2 separate regions of the Zea mays genome follow, and region 1 is linked to region 2. The links are chromatin contacts, called in public Hi-C maps. All regions are on one chromosome and are shown on one strand. The core of a region is the stretch at or near the end of the contact, and the rest is flanking DNA. Distances in the headings are between cores, read along the strand shown. Region 1 holds the start of LOC100194261 (eukaryotic initiation factor 5C CG2922-PF). Region 2 holds the start of LOC103655881 (flavanone 3-dioxygenase 2).

The links. A called contact is a pair of places that touch in the nucleus more often than the background predicts.
Region 1: a contact with region 2 is called in a Hi-C map of tassel, with 2.2 times the contacts expected there. The contact joins the promoter of LOC100194261 here to the promoter of LOC103655881 in region 2. A contact is called at or near these places in 4 of 25 Hi-C or Micro-C datasets (ear, endosperm, leaf and 1 more).

The regions. Positions count from the first base shown.
Region 1 is chr4:210,328,393-210,331,092 of Zm-B73-REFERENCE-NAM-5.0, reverse strand. It overlaps LOC100194261 (eukaryotic initiation factor 5C CG2922-PF), which reads right to left and starts at 1,448. Exons shown (of 8, transcript NM_001139300.2): 1 at 1,222-1,448; 2 at 251-274. The coding sequence starts at 1,226.
Region 2 is chr4:210,052,875-210,055,574 of Zm-B73-REFERENCE-NAM-5.0, reverse strand. LOC103655881 (flavanone 3-dioxygenase 2) reads right to left here and starts at 1,434. Exons shown (of 3, transcript XM_020552828.3): 1 at 444-1,434; 2 at 1-269. The coding sequence starts at 1,162.

The DNA.
Region 1 (2,700 bases), core at 199-2,698, 280 kb before region 2:
TGCAGGAAAATTCAGGCATCCCATTTCAACATACATGTTAAGTTTCTTTGTACTGTATTTAATAAATACATGAACTCCATTCAACAGTTTGGAAAAATAAGCATCGCTAAACAGGGACATCAGTTGGAAAAATCAGTGACTCCTGGTAACATTTGAACAAACATAAATGATTATTAAAATGTCCAACTTGTTTAAGACCAACATGGAAAATAGTCACATTTCAGTAATCGTATAAGCACAAGAGTCTTACCCAAGAGTGGGCTTCTCCTTCGAGCTGCACAGGAAAGAAGAGGATAGAAGTTAAAACCTGTCACATGGACTGCCTAAAAGAAACACTGTTTACTAGAAATAAATCATGACAGCAACTATATGCTACTGTTATCAAAACTAATTCAATTCATTTGTCGACTCATAAGATCAACAACAGAGCTCATCAAAAAAACCTGCTTTAAAAATGTTTTATTTTTCTGTACCAAACTGAAAAAATTCTGTAACATCAAACAGCCACATGATACTCCGAAGTCCCAACTCAACATTCCAAATCCTAAGGAAGAAATCGAATGTTATTCCAAGGCACCCACTGGAATGCGTGTATTTGAAGGGCTAGCACTTTGTCAGATCAATAAAATAAAAGTAATCGTCATGCAGAAGGAACGGAGCTTCGCCAGATCTTATTGCAAGGAATCGAGGAACCAACACTACTAGCAAAATAGCTTGGTAACGCCTCAAACCACCATAATTTACCCAAAGCCAAAAGGTCAACTCATCGCGGGCGACCATAATTTCCCAAAGCCAAAAGCTCTACTCATCGCGAATCATTAAAGCTAAGTCATCGGGAACCTAGACGGCTACAATACCATCAGCTCGATCCAGCCGAGCCTGACGCCGAATCCACTAAGAATCCTACCTTCCAACAACCCAAAATCCACTACCTAAGCTCCAGGACCCCATCGAAGCGACCCTCGCGCAGAATCCACTCAAAACTCGAACTTCCAACAACCCAAAATCCACCACAGAAGCTCCGATCAACCGGAGCCCATCGAACCGACCCTCGCGCCGAATCCAGTCAAAATCCTAACTTCCAAGAACCGGAAATCCACCACCAAAGCTCCGAACCAAAAATCCGGTTCGCGGTCGATCGAAGTGCCGCGACAGGCTCTACAGATCCGCTAGGCACGGTGCTACGAGAAGCAGAAGCAAAGATCCATGGCCGATCCGTACCTCATAAACAAAGATCTGGCGCGGAGAGGAAGCGGGGGTCGCTTGCTTGGGGCTTCTCCGGGGAGAAGTCGGTTCTTGCGGCCGCCGCGGCGAAAAGGGAGAAGGCGGCGGCTAAACCTAGCTTCCGGGTGCGGTAGGAGGGGCGAGGGCGAGGCGGTGGCACGGGAGAAGACAAAAAATATATGGGAATGATCAAGCAAAAGAAGAGTTGGGAGGAACGAGTGGTCGGGATCGGCCGGCAGATCCGGAAGATTTTATTTGTTTTCTTTTGTTTCACGACCCTTTTTTGTCAAAGAATTTTCATCTTTTCTTTATTTTCTCTTAAAATGAGAATTCTTTAAAAAAATTAGAGTTGCCAAGGTAGACCTTAACAACGAAAAATTGTATTTCTAGTGATATAAGAGTTGTAGTTGTGAATCTTTAGAATATATTTAGATAAGTTATTTTATTTATTATTTAGATTAAAATGTTTTTTAAACGGTGTAATTTCACATTATAAACTGCAGCTACACGCTTGAGCCAGAACCTGAAGCAGTCTCAAATACCCACTTAGTAACGCTAAGGACTCGTTTGAGACAAGGGTAATGTAGGAGATTGAGGGCTCATTTGGTGGACACGAAAAACGAAAATGTAGGGGATCTATTTCCCTGTCCACCAAACTAGCCCTCGGAGACCCAAAATATCTTACTATTTAAAATTTAATAGTAAAAGATTTTGGTCCCCTCAATCCACTCCATTCAATTCAGAATCATCTCCTACCTCATATTTTCTAGATTCCTGACATCAACGATACAAACATGTTGTTGGTCACTTGCTTTTGATTACTAAGAGATATCAAAAACAAGGCAACACAACTTAGAAGATTGAAACCTTATCCCTTCTTTTATCTCTCCTCCAAGCATCGTTTTATGTACGCTGCCTTTTCTATGCTAAAGTCGTCTTGTACCTTCGTGGTTTGCACCTTCGTCGTTTGTGTGTCCAACCGAAACATCTTTGCATGCTGCTTCGGCCGAAGTCCGTCTTCGTCTGTCTTTTGCTACATGCCTGAAACACGTTTGTTTGCACCGAAGATAAGATGTTTTGAGGACCTTCGGTAAGATAGGCCCCAACAGTAGCCCCTTGTGGAATGAGTTTGTTTTCTCATAACGAGCTTAGATCGCAAAAACATAATTGGGATGCCTTGCGTCGAAAGTTCGAAAACACCTTCCCAAAGCTCATTATGGAGAAATTGAAACAGACACCTTGGTACAAAAGGATCCAGACTCGTGGTCAACCCGACAGGGAGAAGGTGTTGGATCAGGTGAAGGCGAGTCACATTTACTACCTGCAACCACCTGTTGCCAAATATTTCTGTCACTCCTCAGCTTTTCATTCCCCGACACATCGGAAACTAGCTTCGGCAAAAAGCATCTTCGGGTATAATTCCCTTGGATGGCTAGAATCCATTCGACTGCTAGGCTAATCACTCCTACTTCTTCA
Region 2 (2,700 bases), core at 185-2,684:
GGCCACGGCGCAGGACCTGGAGACCCTTGACTTGGTCCTGCAGCAGGAGCGTGAAGAGACAGTAGTCAGAGTGCGGCGGCAGCCCCAGCGTGAGGTCTGGCTGCGGGCACGCCGGGTAGCAGTTGAGCATGATCTGCGAGTACCCCGCCTCCAGCTCCCGTAGCAGACCCTGGCTTCGGTGGCAGGGGATGCCCAGAGCCTCCAGTGCTGCCCCCATGAGCTGCATGAACAACTGTTGGTTCGCCATGGCGTACCTGGCTGCCACTTCCCTGCATGCACGAGAATATACGATCCAGCTGCGTACATGAATCCACCAATTATCACGTACGCATAGGTTTCTGGTCCACAAATGATGGATTAATTTGTGGTCCTGTGTGCTCTTGGATGTGCATGCTGAAGTCATGATTGACGTAGGTGCAGACCATTATTGTGACCTTATATACCTGAGATCAGCAGGTTCGTCAGGCCACGAGGCGACGACGGCGTGTAGCGGCTGGCAGGCTAACTTGAGGAAGTCACGCCAGAAGAGCACGGCATCCTTCGCCTGGTTGAAGCTGGTGCCGTACCTCACCGGCGCTCGAACATCCGGCGACATGTACCGTGCCCGCCCCACTAGCGGAAGCTCGAAGAACCGCCGCGCCACGTCCAGCAACCCCTCGACCAGCTCAGGCGCCACCCCATGGTTCACCACCTGTACACGTACATACATACAGATGCATGCATGCGCTTTAATTTTAGGTCGATCTGTATGGATGCAAACTCTCCCAAGAAGATGACAGGCCTGTGCGTGCAGTGTACTGGCCTGGAAGAATCCAGAGCTGCGGCACGCGGCGTCGAGCGTGTCCAGCTCGGAAGCACGGTAGGCGGGATCGCGCAGGCGCGCCAGGTCGACGACGGGGAGCTTCACCCTGCCGAGCCCGTCGTCGTCGGGGCGGTCGGACGGCGGCAGGACGTACCTCTCTGGCAGCGTGGTAAAGCCACGGTTATTGCGGCTCAGGTGACTCACGCTTTTAACCAGGCAGTAGCAGTACGAGCCCTCCTCTTGACTCCTGCTGTCACCTTCGTCGCTACGCTCCATCTGTAACTGCGTGTGTACCGCCTTCGTCGCAGCTTCTCTGTTGACGCCATGCTGCGGTTGACGATCTTCAGCGATAGCCGCCATGGTACGGAGACGAAAGGAGTTAGCAGAGTGGATTGCTGTGTCTATGCTCTAAAGCACGATCACTCCTTTACATATATACTGTGTCTTAATGTCACTCATCAGTATGCAAGTGCTTTGTAGGGCGGTGACAACTAATATATTTATATGCCAAGGCGTGGTAACTCAATAAGGCCAATTGAGGGAGATTAAATCCACTTATATTCAATTTTAATCAAGAGGAATTTTATCTCCTTTAATCATCTTTGATCTAGATGCAACCAACGAAACCCTAAGTGCCGATTTGGTGATCAGGGAAATAGAGGGAATCTATGGGAAGGAATCATCTTGTTATTCAAATTTGACACCAAATCAGCCTTAGGGGCCGTTCATTTCTTCCGGAACGGAGGCATGAAACAATTCCTAACCGGTTTGTTTCTCTATTTTATATAAGTTTTGATCAGATGGAATGATTCTTAGTCCATTCCTGGACAAACGAACAAGGTCTTAAGAGTTTTGACACCAACCGGGCCGGTTTTTGTTGCTAGTTCTTCACCCAAAATATCCAGGGATGTCTCCTAGCTAAGGATACATGTTGGGATCTGCACAAGGTGTCCAACAATCATCGAGACCACCTAGAAAGCTAACAAATCACGTTAACAGAGACACTCGATAATATTGATACTCCTTAAGATTAAGTATAGGATTTTAATTTGTAAGCGCACATAATAGACCACACAAAGGAGTATCCTACTGCATCATTATTTATTTATTTCATAAGAAAACCGGTAGACAGAAATTGTAATTAATGAGAGCTGTTATGTTATCACAACTTAATTAGTTATCAATAGTATAGTGATATAGTATATCAAATAATAATAGGAAGGGCGATGAAACAAATTAACACATGAAGATAGGGATAAACCACAAAGATAACATCACATGTTTAGCTAGGTGAGATGACACACTACCGGAATCCGTGGCTTTGCCGAGTGCTCGGCTCTTTGCCGAGTGCTTTTTGTCGGGAGTCGGGCTTGACTCGGCTCCCCTATTATGACGACCTGCTCCTTCCACACAACATTGACGTGATGCACACTAAAAAGAATGTTGTCGAGGCACTTTGGGCAACAATTATGGACATTCCTGATAAGTCAAAGGATAACGTAAAGGCAAGAGTGGATCTGGCAGCGTTATATGATAGACTAAACCAGGAGATGAAGCCGCCAAGTGGTGGAAAGACATGGAGAAGGCCTAAGGCCGATTTCGTCCCAAGTAGGGCCCAGAGGAAGGAAGTGATGAGGACATCACTTCTATATATACAATGAATGGACCGATAACACGATCTCGTGCACGACAGCTAAATCTCCAGGTATGTTCTACCCTAGTCAATTGTGTTTCAGAGCTTACGCTTGGGGCCATGGATGTTTTGATGATTAGGTACCTTGGAGAGGACCAGCAAGGACTTGGCAAAGGCCAAGGTGTTGAGGAGGAGCAGCAAGGGCGGCCATAACAGGAAGGAGATCAAGTCCGACTCGGCTGCGACTCCATCTCGGGTTCCAGGA